2 separate regions of the Pan troglodytes genome follow, and region 2 is linked to region 1. The links are chromatin contacts, called in public Hi-C maps. All regions are on one chromosome and are shown on one strand. The core of a region is the stretch at or near the end of the contact, and the rest is flanking DNA. Distances in the headings are between cores, read along the strand shown. Region 1 holds the start of DLL4 (delta like canonical Notch ligand 4). Region 2 holds the start of ITPKA (inositol-trisphosphate 3-kinase A).

What was found. Hi-C and Micro-C count contacts between places; a contact is called where the count stands out from the background.
Region 2: a contact with region 1 is called in a Hi-C map of induced pluripotent stem cells, with 3 times the contacts expected there. The contact joins the promoter of ITPKA here to the promoter of DLL4 in region 1. A contact is called at or near these places in 2 of 7 Hi-C or Micro-C datasets (induced pluripotent stem cells and stem cell-derived neural progenitor cells).

What each region holds. Positions count from the first base shown.
Region 1 is chr16:32,896,879-32,903,315 of NHGRI_mPanTro3-v2.0_pri, reverse strand. DLL4 (delta like canonical Notch ligand 4) reads right to left here and starts at 3,001. Exons shown (of 11, transcript XM_510318.8): 1 at 2,597-3,001; 2 at 2,215-2,484; 3 at 1,649-1,706; 4 at 565-828; 5 at 100-160; 6 at 1-14. The coding sequence starts at 2,662.
Region 2 is chr16:33,458,503-33,464,608 of NHGRI_mPanTro3-v2.0_pri, reverse strand. It overlaps ITPKA (inositol-trisphosphate 3-kinase A), which reads right to left and starts at 2,954. Exons shown (of 7, transcript XM_001149577.6): 1 at 2,387-2,954. The coding sequence starts at 2,875. LOC134808444 (a long non-coding RNA gene) reads left to right here and starts at 3,441. Exons shown (of 2, transcript XR_010151355.1): 1 at 3,441-3,525; 2 at 3,638-3,753.

The DNA of each region.
Region 1 (6,437 bases), core at 1,752-4,251:
AGCCTGGGCGGCAGCTGGGGAACAAGAGAGAGGCAGAGTGAGGTGAGAGGCCTTGGCCAAGGGAGGGCTCCCACTCACCACTTCCTGTCCCCTACTCACAGGCACTCTGCTGGCTTGCTGCAGTAGCCATTCTGTTCATGACAGCCCGAAAGACAGATAGCTAAGGGAAGAACACAGAGCTGGGTGAGGCTGGGATACCAAGGACTCTTAAGCCCCATTCTCACCTGCTGGCCCTGGGGATCCCCTAGCTCTCCTGGGCCCTCTTCCTACTCCTGGCCTCCCAGAGGAGCCCCGAGTGTCTTAAAGTGAAATAATGGCACAGGGAAGGAGAAGCCAAACTGGATGGAATGTCATGATGGGGTTCTTGTGGGCTTTGGCATGATGGGAGGAGCACTGGGAACAGATAGGAGGTCTGAGGTCAAGCCCACCCTCAGCATCCCTGAGGCCCAGCTAGTAGGAGGCCCAGACCCACTCTTCAAGGGAGGCAAGCTGTGACCAAGAAGCTCCACTGTGTTTCCTCAGGGGACCCTCCCCTTCCACACAGGTGGGAGCTTGACTGCTTACGCTGTTGGCAATATTCCCCAGTCCAACCGGGCAGGCAGGACAAGTTGCCATCTGGCTGGCACACATAGTGGCCGAAGTGGTCATTGCGCTTCTTGCACAGGCGGGAGCAGTTGTCTCCATAGTAGTTGTCACTGCAGATGACCCGGTAAGAGTAGCGCAGCCTTGTGAGGGTGCTGGTTTGCTCATCCAATAACCAGTTCTGACCCACAGCTAGGGAGCCCTGGATGGCGATCTTGCTGATGAGTGCATCTGGTGGCAAGGCCTCTGAGGGGGCAGAGGGTCGGGTCAGGGAAGGGTCGCCAGTCCCCAGGGGTGCCAGTGACTGCTGGCCAATGTCCTTCTTGGCTGTGATGATGGTGATCAGCCAACCAATCAGCCCAGTTATCCAGATGACCCCCGCCTGCCAGCAAGAACAGGCCAGAGGGACCCAAAGCCCCGCTACGTAGCTGCCCTATGTGTGTGCATGTGCAGGGGGCCTGATAGTATTCAAAAAGGGGACAATAGAAGGATGTTAAGATATCCCAGGGTCTTGGAGGCAGATAGGGAGGGGAAAGAGGAAAAGAGGTCAAAATGGAAAAAAGAGAAAAAGAAAGAAAAGCTCCCCAGGCTAGAGAGGACCCTGGGAGCAGGGGGTCCTTTGGTGCCCATTCAGGGGTTCTGCCTCCAGAGGTGGGTAATGGTTTTCTTTTTTCCTTTTCAAAGTGAGAATTGTTGTGCTGCTGAAATATCCTTTTCCTCTGTGTCAGAACAACATCCCAAAGCCATTATTCCCTTTCCAAAGGAGCGGAATTCGCGAAAGGTGTAAAATACAGGAAGGGGCCCGTCAGCGGCGCTGGCAGCTTCAGCCTTTCTCACCGCCGTACTCCCCGCGTTCCCACGCCAAAAATAACCCGCAGGAAACGCAATTGTGCTCTGAGTCCAGGCAGCGAACGGAATCCGAGCGTCCAGCGCGGGGCGCAGCTCCGGGCCAAGCTAAGCGTCCTGCCTCCCACCCCCAAGCCCGCACTTCCCCCGCCTAGAACAGATTAACTCTTTCGGCGCTGCGCTGTGTCGCCCCCCTGTGGTGGCGGAGCGAGCTACTCACCTGGCCGCAGGTCGTCTCCTGGCGCGTGCCAAGCTTCGATGATGAGTGAGAAGGTACCCTGGGAAAGGGGGTGGGGGGACGGAGAGATGGCGAGATGAGCAAGCGGGGAGAGGTGGGGGTGCCTTGCGGCAGCCTGTTTAATTAATCTAATTGCAGGATTCAGTTACTGCGCCCGGGTCAACATAACGGGGCTGTGCACAGTGTAGCGCTTGAGCAGGGAAGGCGAGAGGAGAACCCCCGGTAGAGGGAGGGTTGAGAGACGGGAGAGCGTAAGGGAAAGCCACTGGAGGAGGGGGTGGTAGGGTACCGCCCCAGAGTGGTAGGTAATGAAAATCGTGTCCCAAGAGCTGGGGACGGGAGGACATAAACTGGGAAGACGGAGACTGGTGAGAGCCTTTTCTGGGATCAGTCTCAGGAGAGAGTCGGGAAGAGCCAGGAAAGAATGCATCCTGGGCTTTTTGGGGGTGGGGGTGTGTGTACAAGGAAATCTGGGGAGGGGGCTTTGGTCCCAGGGCGCCTCCTCTCTCGGCTTCTGCGACCTCCCAGTGCGCCCAGGCTGTGCTCACCGGCCAGGTGAAATTGAAGGGCAGTTGGAGAGGGTTGCGCCCCCCGCCGCTACTGTCGTCCCGGACAGCGAAGGAGTTGGTGCCCAATACCGGCGTGGAGACGGTCCCGAAGGTGCAGGGTCCGGGCGAGACGACCGCCTGGAAGTGCTTAAGGCAGACGCGGAAGAAAGTCCGGCAGCCGGGCTCGCAAGGCCGCCCACTGGCCAGTACGCCGCGCTCGTTGATGAACTCCTGCAGCTGCAGCTGGAAGACGCCGGAGCCGGCCGCGCGCTATTGCACAGGGACCGAGGGAAGGAGGGAGGGGACCGGTCAGCTCAGCTGGTGCCCGGGGCTGAGGCCCAGAGCGCGGCAGAGGGGACGGAGAGGGCGCGGGACGTGTTACCTGCTGCCAAAGTGCCACCAGCAGCAGTAGCGCCCAGCCAGAGGCGCTCCGGGACGCTGCTGCCATCCCCTGGGGCGTCGCTCTCTCCACCCGCGGGCCCTCAATCTGGCTCTGTTCGCGACGCCGCTTTCCCGCGCGTCCGCCAGCCGGCGGGGTCCCTGAAAAGAGGCGCTCCTCTCGGGACGCTGCTCCCCTTTGGCCTTCTCGCTAGCTCCGCTGCAGCTGCCGCTGTAGGTAATCCAGGTGACTAAGGCTGGGCGGCGACCGCGCCGAGGACGCGTCTTCTGTCTAATCCTGGGGCTGCAAGCGGGCTAGTGCCAGTGTACGCTGCACCAAGGCGGCTGGGGCTGCGGCTCTTGGCCTCGTGTTCCCGGCCTGCGCGCAGCGCCGCTACTGAAACCTGCGCGCTGGGAGCCTTCCTTATATATATTGGCTCCTCTCCTCGCCGCCTGTCACTCAGACTCATGGTCATTCTCCCCTCCCCTCCCGGCCTCTAGCTGCTACAGTCCCAGCGCCGCCCGGAGGGGGCCTCCGCCCCCGCCGCTCCCCCCTCCCCGTCAGCCAGTCGGGCGCAGGTCCCCGCCCCTCCGTGCCGCTCCCAACCTCTAGGTCCCCCAGCTCTGCGCGTGCCGAGGTGACCAGTCCTCCGTGATGGCGGGGTTAAGGGCTGAGACCCTGGCCGCCGAAGGATAGAGGGGTTGCCCGGTAATGGGGCAGGAGGTGAGTGGGTGGTTCGGGGATGGTCTTGGGGGCGGAGACACTAGGCAGTCCCTGTAGGCTGTGCATCCGCAGCAGGCGCTAGTTACCTAGTGTTCCAAAGCAGGTAAAAAGAACTTAAGCCCGGAATGCGAAAACCAGCGCTAGGGAAATCCGATCTCCTTTTCCTTCCTGGAGCTTCTGGAGCCCTTGTCTCAACGGCCCCCAACCTATGAGTGCCCACCCACCACGCGTCCCCAGCGCAGCAGGGAAGCCAGCAGAAGCGTTAACCTCTCTGTGGCCACTCTGAGCAAGGCTAGGGGCTAAGGGTCTAAGGCTCGGGGCCCTCTCTGTGCACCTGTTGGGCGTCTCCCTCTCTAGCTAAGGGGGGGCGTGCCCAGCGCGTGCCTTCTCCCTTCTGCCCCCTGCCAGGGCTTGGCGCGTGCCAGAGACCCAGACGCGCGGTCCCTGAGGTGGGGGAGGGCGGGGCGTGGTCCCGGAGGTAGGAGGGGGGCGCGTCCTCAGCTGTATGGTAATGAGGTTCTGGCCCCGCCTCCAGCGCGTCCCCTCACCTGAGTCCAGCTTCAGTTCCTGCGCCCACTGCCTCCCCCCACCCCAGCAGCCCCAAGCCCCCGGCCGCGCCCTGTCGCTCAGCTGGGGCAAGGAGGAACTCTCCTGACGCCAGAGTTGGCTCAGGCCACTGGAGAATCAAGGTGAGGGACTGAGGCCGGGTCGGCCCGGGTCCTCGCCTCATAAGGCGGGATGTGGGGTGGAACTGGAGGCTTGCGGAGCTGTTTGAGTTTCAGGCGGCTTCACAAGTCTCGCCCGAGAGGGTCCCCTGGGTGGCCCCACTCCTCCAAGCGGCAGCAGCGCAGCTGCTTTCTCGGAACCCGGCGTGATCCCCGGAGGCCGCAGACCGGGGAGGGCCGGCTTCTCCCAGTCTCAGGGGTGCCGGGGAGCTCTCTCTTTGCGACGCCGAGGGCAGCGGGGGCCCTGTGGCTTCAGCTGTCAGCCCGCCCGCGAGGTGATGGCTGTAGTCGGGCGTTAAGATCAGCGCGGGGGGGAGCCGGGACGCGGCGCGAACCCGGGGGAGGCGGTAAGGGTGGGGGAGCGGCGAGGAGCCCAACAGCTGCCAATGCCGAGCATGGTCTGATTTTTTTTTTTTTGAGTTGGGTGGTGGTGGTGGAGGACTGGGGGACGGGTGTGGGGGTGGGAAGGATGAGAAACAAGAGGTTGGGAGCGTGGGTTGGGGGAGGGGCGAGGTGAGGAGACGGGCTCCGGGGTCCCCCACGCACGGCCACCCCTCCCAGCCACCATCTGGCGCGAGCGGGTTGGCGTGGGGAACCGAGGTGGGGCGGGGCGGCAGATGGGCCCAGGCTGCGCTCGGGAGTTAATGTAGGTTATGGGCAGGCGGAGTCCCAGGCCCGAGGGAGGGGGAGTCCGGGGCGTGCCTCCCGGCGATCCTGGCAAGTGGGCTCCCAGATCTTCTCTCCGCCTATACCCTATGGATCCCTGGACTTGCCTCTCTAAGATGCCAGCGGGTGCCCCTTGCTCTCCTCCAAGCTGGCATCCAGCCCCACCTAGCCCTGTCCTCTCTCAACTCCAAATCCTGGCCCAGGAGTTAATAAAAACATCCTCCTTTTCTGGCGCTGGTCCTGCTTACCTGACCCTCAAGGGAGACATCTAGTCCCACACAAGGCATCTCTCCCAATACTGGAAAATCTGGAACACTCTCTACCCTCATACACGCCCAGACTAATGTGCCCAAATGTACTTTGCAAATTATCAAGGACCAAACAAAAGTTGGGATTATTATCTTCAGAGAGGCAGCACCCAGGAGATCCCAGAGATCTAGAAAGGCTCTGACCAGAAGAGGAAAGGGTTAAATTCTCAGCATCAAAAGACATTCATGAAACACCTATTTGCGGAGGCGCTGTCCCAGAAGCTCATTCCCGGGCTAGGACACTGCCACCCTTGGCCCTGGGTACCTACGAGCGCTCCCACACGCTGCGGTCGAGCTTTGCCCACATTTGCTGAGCAGGAGAGGGTCATGCTGCTGCGGGTAGGGAGCCCAGTGCGAAGGCCGCAAGTGTTTCTGTCAGCCCAAAACTGGGGCTGCGCCTTCCTTCTTCTCCCACTCGGGACTTTCGGACTTGCGGGCGGAAGAACGCTACACGCGTGGTCCTGGGATGGGAGGCCACCGATCACCGTGGGGCTGGACCCCCATCGAAGTCGGCTGCCCCCGCCCCTGACGCAGACCCTCCACAACAGCATGGAAAGGGTGCACAGATAGACCCAGAGTCCGAAAGACCACTGACCCTCCGCAGGCCCAGGGTTCCTCAATTCGACCCGCACCCTCAACACTCCCCAACGTCGGAAGCGGGCGCAGGGTCGAGGCCTGGCTTCATGAAAGGCCCACCGCCTCTGCCCCTAGAGGCCTTCTGCTTCTGCTGTCCCCCTACGCTTGGCCATTGCGCATAGTCCTCCAGCCATAAGAACCGGCACTGAGGACCGGGAAGCGCTAAGGTCGCCTTCCAGCGGTGTCCCCAAGCTGACCCCAGGTTATTGGGGCGCAACAGGAGCCTCGTAGAGCCTCGGGACTCCTCCCCCGCAGCGTAGCCTCTGTGCCCTCCCCAGGGCCGCAGGCGCAGCTCCGAGACCTTCAGCGCGGTTTTGCCTCTCCTCTCCCCAACCCCCTCTCAGGGGACGGCGCTCTTCGCGGGGCACACTGCACCCGGGTAGGAGCGCGGTGGGGGCCGGGCCACCGTGCCTGCTGGGCAGACCAGGGGCGGGGAAGCAGGCCTGGCTTGGGCGGGGCGCTTAAGCCTTGAGGGGCGCCGCTGCGGTCGCTGCGGAGAAGGGGCCACGTGCAGGGAGCGGCGGCCGGGGAGCTGCACAGAAGGCGTGGAGATTTGCAAACTGTTGCTGCCACATGGCTGCTCCATTCGATCCATTCACATTGAAATGAGGCCGGCGCGTGCCTCATCTGCCGCAGGGCGCTGCCACGCGTCAGCCCGGCCCGCCGCGTGCCAACTGGGGCAGTGGGACTGGCAGAGCCTGGCAGCCGTGGGGGCGCAGCCCGGGGCCTGAGGCCAGGAGGGTGTTGGGGGAGGGAGTCGAGCTACCCTAGCCATTCAGGCGCCGC
Region 2 (6,106 bases), core at 1,705-4,204, 560 kb before region 1:
CCACGACTTCACCTTCCCATGGGCATTAGCTGTTTAAAAAGGAAGTCTGTTAACCTAAATTCTGCTCTATAATTAGTGGAAAGCGATGTGTGGGAATTCTGAGTCCAGGAGGGGATGGCATCCAGGTCTCCTTACCTATCCTGGAGCACAGAAAGAAGAAAACCAGATGAACAGGAGCCAAACACCCTCTCTTTTCCTCCAGCAATACCCCACAATTGTTTGAGGAGGCAGGCAAGGCCATAGAGTCATGCAGCTGACCTTGCGGGTGGGCCTCCAACTTCTCCCCTGGCTGGTTAGGAAAAGCCTGCCCGTGACTTTTTCCTCTGCCGGAGTGAGGCTGCCCAGTTTCAATTTCCCTGCTCTGGGCAGGCTGGAGAGGGCTCCTAGGAGGTGAAGGGGACTACGTATGCCCCAGGCAGAGAGGTAGGCAGGCAGGCAGGCAGAAACTTCCTGGGCTCCGGCCTGCCTGGGCCGCGCGTAAGGGGCTGGTAAGCCGGGAGTTCTAGAGTCCGGCCCACGTGCATCCTTCACGGTCAGCCGGACCAGCCTTGCTTCCTGCCTGGGGAAGCCCTAAATTGGCCTGGGCCGGCGCGCTGTGCGGCTCTGGGACCTGCGGCGAGGCAAAGTCCGCCCTGGGCCCTTCCACACGGACTCAGGCAGCCTCTGTCAACAGCCCCTGGCTTATCTGCCGCCGCGGTGGCTGTTTGCCTTCGGGGAGGCCCCGGCGGGCCTGGGGGTGGGGAAGGCCTGGAAGCCGCAGCCTTGGAGCTGGAAGGGCCCTCAGCGGCGATTTGCACCGGCTCCCGACGGCTCGGAGGGCGGCGGGGTCGCCCAGGTCCCCGAGGCTTGACCTTAGCCGGGGCGGTCTCTACACCCAGGCTTGGGCCGCAGGACCTCCTCCTAGCGCACTCCCTCTCCCAGGCACTTCGCCGAGTCCCTGCGGGCGGAAGAGGGAAGCGGGACGCGCCCGCGCTTCGCGCCCTTTCGCCTGCACCGCCTCTCAGGTGTCAGAGCTTCCGCGCCCCCGGAGCTGCTGCTCAGGCTTTTCCGAAGAGGCGGGGCGGGGGGCCTCTCACTGCCCCACACTCCACATCCTGGGAAGCCCCGGCATCCGCCCCCCGACCTAGGCAAGGGTTACCCCATAAACGATCCTGGGTCCGGGGCTGCTCTGACCACCGGGGAAGAAGAAGGGGAAGCGGCAGGCTAGTGACCGAGCCGGCGCACCCAGCACCTGGCGGCGGGGGGTGTTCCTGCTCTGTAAGGCTTTTCCCCTCTGGTGTCACTGACAAACCCCATCGGCCTCCGGGCTTGTGAACCCCTGCAGGTCGCCACAGCTTCCCTGCCTTGTCCCAGCCGATTGTGCGGCGGAGCAGGCGCGCGGCCACAGCTCTCCCCGCCCCGCCGCGCCGACCCGGCCTTATGGGCAGGCCCCAGACGCCCGAGGCCGGGGGCGCCCCTCGCCTCTTCCTCGGCCTCAGGGACACTTGCGAAACGTGGATCTAAAGAAAGTCCTTCGCGCAGACCACGGACAGTTATTCAAGGTATTTGGCCTTAGTTAAAACGAGGGGAACAAGGAGGGTGTCCCGGGAGCCGCACATCCCTAAGTGGCGGGCGTCAGGAATGACTTAACAGTGCCCAGGGCTGTGTTTTCCGAGGGTCAGACCTGGTCCCAGAACACCCAGGCTATCAGAGGCAGAGACTAGCAGAGTGATCCTGCCCCCTTGCAGCCTCAGTTTACCGCCCCTCTCTGCCGCGCTCAGGAGCGGCGAGCCGGGAAGATGGGAGGCAGGGCGCGCACTGGGTGGGCTGCGTTCCGCTCCCAGCCAGAGCTCCCAGGCCCACGCCCCTCCCTCCCCTGCGTCCACGCCTCGTGCGGGCGCTGGGAGCAGACGGCAGCGGCTCCCGAGCAGAGCCTGGAGCGCCGCTCCACTCCCACTCAGGAGAGGGAAACCGTGGCAACGGCGGGGGTGCGGCCGCGGCACCGGAGAGGGGGCGGGGGGTAAGGGAAACTCTCCTTCGCCTCTCTCCTTCCGAGGGTTCACCCGGCAAGGCTCAGCCCCTCCGATCCCTCCTGTCCTAACCCACAGCCAACAAGGTCCGCTACCCCCGCTTCGCCCAATCCCCGCGGCGGGTCGCCTGCTCCTCGCCCAGCTTCTTAGACGCCCCAGGGCCAGCGCCACGACCCGCCGGCGGAGCCGAGGTGAAAGTTGCCCAGGCGAGAGGTCGGCCAGGCGCCTCCCTCTGACCCCCAGATTCCTCCTAAACCGCGAGAACAGGACCTTCCGCTGGAGGGAGCATGGACAGGAGCGGGTCCTCCGGGAGCACCGAGCCAGGTCCCCCGTGCAGCCCCCGCGCCCGGCGCTGGCCCCGCCCCCGCGGCCCGTACCTGACCCACGTCCTCGCCCGCTTCCAGCTGCACGTTGCCGCGGCTCCGGCTCTCACTGTCGCTCAGCAGGTCGTCCTCCGAGTCCTCGAGCAGCGACGAAGAGCCAGTGGAGGAGACCGACGAGGTGGAAAGGCGGCGCGGCTGCTGCAGGTGCGAAGAGCCCGCTGCCGGGAGGCAGTCCCTCTCCCGCTCCGGCGGCCCAGGGCTGGTCGGGGGCACGTCGGGCTCCTCGGCTGTCACGGTCAGCTGAGGGATCACCGGGGCCGGGGGAGCCCGCGGAAGCCCGTTGGGGACCTGTCCCCCACGCCGCTTGGCCCCGCGGGCCCGGGGCTCCCCCGCGGCGGCGGCCGCAGCGACCGCCGCACAGCGCGCCTCGAAGAGCAGGCGCAGCTCCCCGACACTCCGGCGCGGGGCCCGCTCCAGCCCCGGGCTGCAGGGCCTCGCGCCCCCCGGCCGCGCCATGCCCGTTGGGCCCCCGGGCAGGGTCATTTCCCAGTGCCGGCGCCGCCGCTGAGCCCACCAGCCCGCGGCGCGCCGGGGACTGGAGCGGCTCGGCGCCCCCGGCTGGAGACGGCCCCGGGGCGGAGCCTGCGCCGCTGCACGCCCGCGCCCCGCCTCGGCCGCGCCCCCCGCCCACTCCTTCCACTTTCAGAGAAAGCGCGGGCCTCCCAGGGCCCCTGCGAGGGAGAGAAGGCTCTCGGTGACTCCTCGGGGTGGCGGGGAAGTCCAACCTCCGTAGGCACAAAACCTGGGCCCGGGCCCCGAGGCTTCGCTCCGCCTGCCCTCGGGGAGGTGGGAGGGGCCGCTCCGCGCTGGGGCCTCGCAGCCTTCCCGGGCTTCGCGGCTGGGAGAGATTCCTCCAGGCCGCTCCACAGGCCCTGTCCCCGCGCAGGAGAAGCTGGTCCTACTCTTGGTCCCCTACCCCGTTCCTCGGGTTCCTTTGCGTGTTCATCCCTCCCGGGCAAGGGCTTCAAGTCTCGGGGCCTTTCTCCGGCCCGAGCTCCTGAGCAGAGTTGAAGGCCCCCGGCTTCCCGAAGAAGCCCCACCCCAGGGCGTGCACCCAAGTGGAGACTCTGCCCCAGGGACGAGCTGAGGCTGCTCCCCGCAAGTTCCCCACTTCCCGGCGGGCAGAGAACAAGGTCAGGGGGCGGGGCTTGGATCTGTCCCCGTGGCCCAGCCGAGTCCCGGGCTGCATCTCCCCCGCTGCTGGGTGGCAGGAGCTGAGCCCGCCTTCCTCCTCCTCTGTTATAGGAGCTCGGGGCTTGGAGTCCGCCGTGTGGCGTTCAGCAAGTCATTTCACCTCCCTCGACTGCGGATTCTCCCGTTGCTGCGAGAATAAAATAAAAGATTTGAAATCAGGTACACCACACTCTAGATGTGATTTGTAGGCAGTCCCTTTACTCCCTCCGTATATTTCTGCATTTGTACATTTAGAAAAACCTCATCCAACCCACAGAGTTGTGTCTGTAAAACTAGGAAGACAGCACTGATGTTTAAGAGTTTCAGACACTGCAAAGTGCTTATCAGTGTCATTCCATGTGGATCTTCGGCCACTTCCCATGTTGGTAGTCAGCTGACCGACCGGCGAGGCTGCTTTGAGGAGAAGCCACTGTTTCCTATCTTACCATAGTGCCACAGGAGTGAGGGTCCCCCGCTCAGGCACTCAGTGTCTGGGGATGGCTGGGGCCCTGGAGACAGAGCAGCCCCAGAAGGATTGCCTTGGATGCTGAGATGGCCGCAGGAGGGGCTTTCCTTCCCTTCTCTCCCCTCAGCCAGGGCTCAGGAATGGCCCAGGAGAAGGAAAGAGGAAGGTTCAGTGGGAAGACGGGAATCTTCGGCAAAGCATAGTGGCTCAGGCTTGTAACCCCAGCACTTTGGGAGGGCAAGGCGGGCAGATTGCTTGATCCCAGGAGTTCGAGACCAGCCTGGGCAACATGGCAAAACCCTGTCTCTACTAAAAATACAGAATATTAGGCAGGTGTGGTGGTGTGCACTTGTAGTCCCAGCTACTCGGGGAGAGGCTGAAGTAGAAGGATCACTTGAGCCCGGGAGGTCGAGGCTGCAGTGAGCTGAGATCACCACCACACTCCACCACCACACTCCACACTCTAGCCTGGGCAACAGAGTGATAACTTGTCTCAAAAAAAAACAAAAGCTGAGCATGGTGGCATGCACCTGTGGTCCCAGCTACTTAGGAGGCTGAGGTGAGAGGATTATTTGAGCCCAGGAGGTCGAGGCTGCAGAGAGCCATGACATTCCACTGCACTGCAGTCTGGGTGACAAGTCATACGCTATCTCAAAATAAACAAATAGGTGAAGATCCTGGAGAACTGAGGAAGGAAGCAAAATAATGTAAGAAAGAATGGCAATGAGAGAGGCAGGAGAAATAGAGGGAATGAAGGGGTAAGAGGAAGAAGGGCATAGAGGAGTTTGAATACTTGACTACTTCACGGAGAACCTGGGAAATCACATCGCCACCTTCTCTAGGACAACCATCTGGAGGAATCTTGAGTATGTGTGTGAGGGATGTACTCTGCAGCTTGAAGGACCTGGATCACTCGTGTCTCAGACACTCACTCCTCTGCCTCCTTCACAGCTACACTGACCTGCGGCAGGATGTGGGAAGGTGCTGCCCTCAGAGACGGGGCTGGGAGGAAACCCAAGGTGGGGAGAGCCTGCAAGGAACTGCCAGAACTGGAAAGGTAGGGAGGGCAATGAGGGGCGAGAACTTGTCCTGCACTCCTGTGTGTCAGGCGATGGATGGGCAGGGTTGGAGGTATAAGCAGGCTGGGCACTGGGTCTCTGTCCTGGCTGCCAAGAAAAAGGGGCAATTCCTTTTCTTCTTGTATCAGGCACTTGCTCAAGCCTTAGGTCTACTATACCAGCAGCCAGAGAATTGCTCTTTGCTCTACCTGCCCAGGTGTCTCTCATTGGAAAGATGAGCGCAAACCTGGAAATGGATGCTGAACTGAAATCCAATCCCATAGATTCTTAGAGCAGTAAGGGGCCTTATATCCATCTATCCTCCTCATTCACATTACAGAAGTACCAAAGAGGTTAAGTGGCTCCACCAGGGAGGTTAAGGACACACAGCCAGTTGATGGAAAAGGCAGTGTATCCTGGCTAGGTCCCCTGACTTCCTGCGCACTTGTCGCCCAGGCTCGAGTGCAATGGCGTGATCTCGGCTCACTGCAACCTCTGCTTCCTGGCTTCAAGAGCCTCAGCCTGCTTCTCTAGCCTCAGCCTCCCGAGTAGCTGAGATTACAGGTGCTCGCCACCAGGCCTGGCTAGTTTTTGTATTTTTAGTAGAGACGGGGTTTCACCATGTTGGCCAGGCTGGTCTCGAACTCCTGACCTCAGGTGATCCGCCCACCCAGGCCTCCCAAAGCGCTGGGATTATGGGCATGAGCCACCTCGCTCATGTTCTCAAATTCTTTCATTAACATCTTGTATTTCCTGGCCGGGTGCAGTGGCTCACACCTGTAATCCCAGCACTTTGGGAGGCTGAGGTGGGTGGATCACCTGAGGTCAGGAGTTCGAGACCAGCCTGGCCAACGTGGTGAAATCCCGTCTCTACTAAAATACAAAGATTAGCTGGGCATGGTGGAGGGCACCTGTAATGCCAGATACTTGGGTAGCCGAGGCAGGAGAATCACTTGAACCCAGGAGGCAGAGGTTGCAGTGAGCCTAGGCGACAGTGCCAGACTCCATCTCAAAACA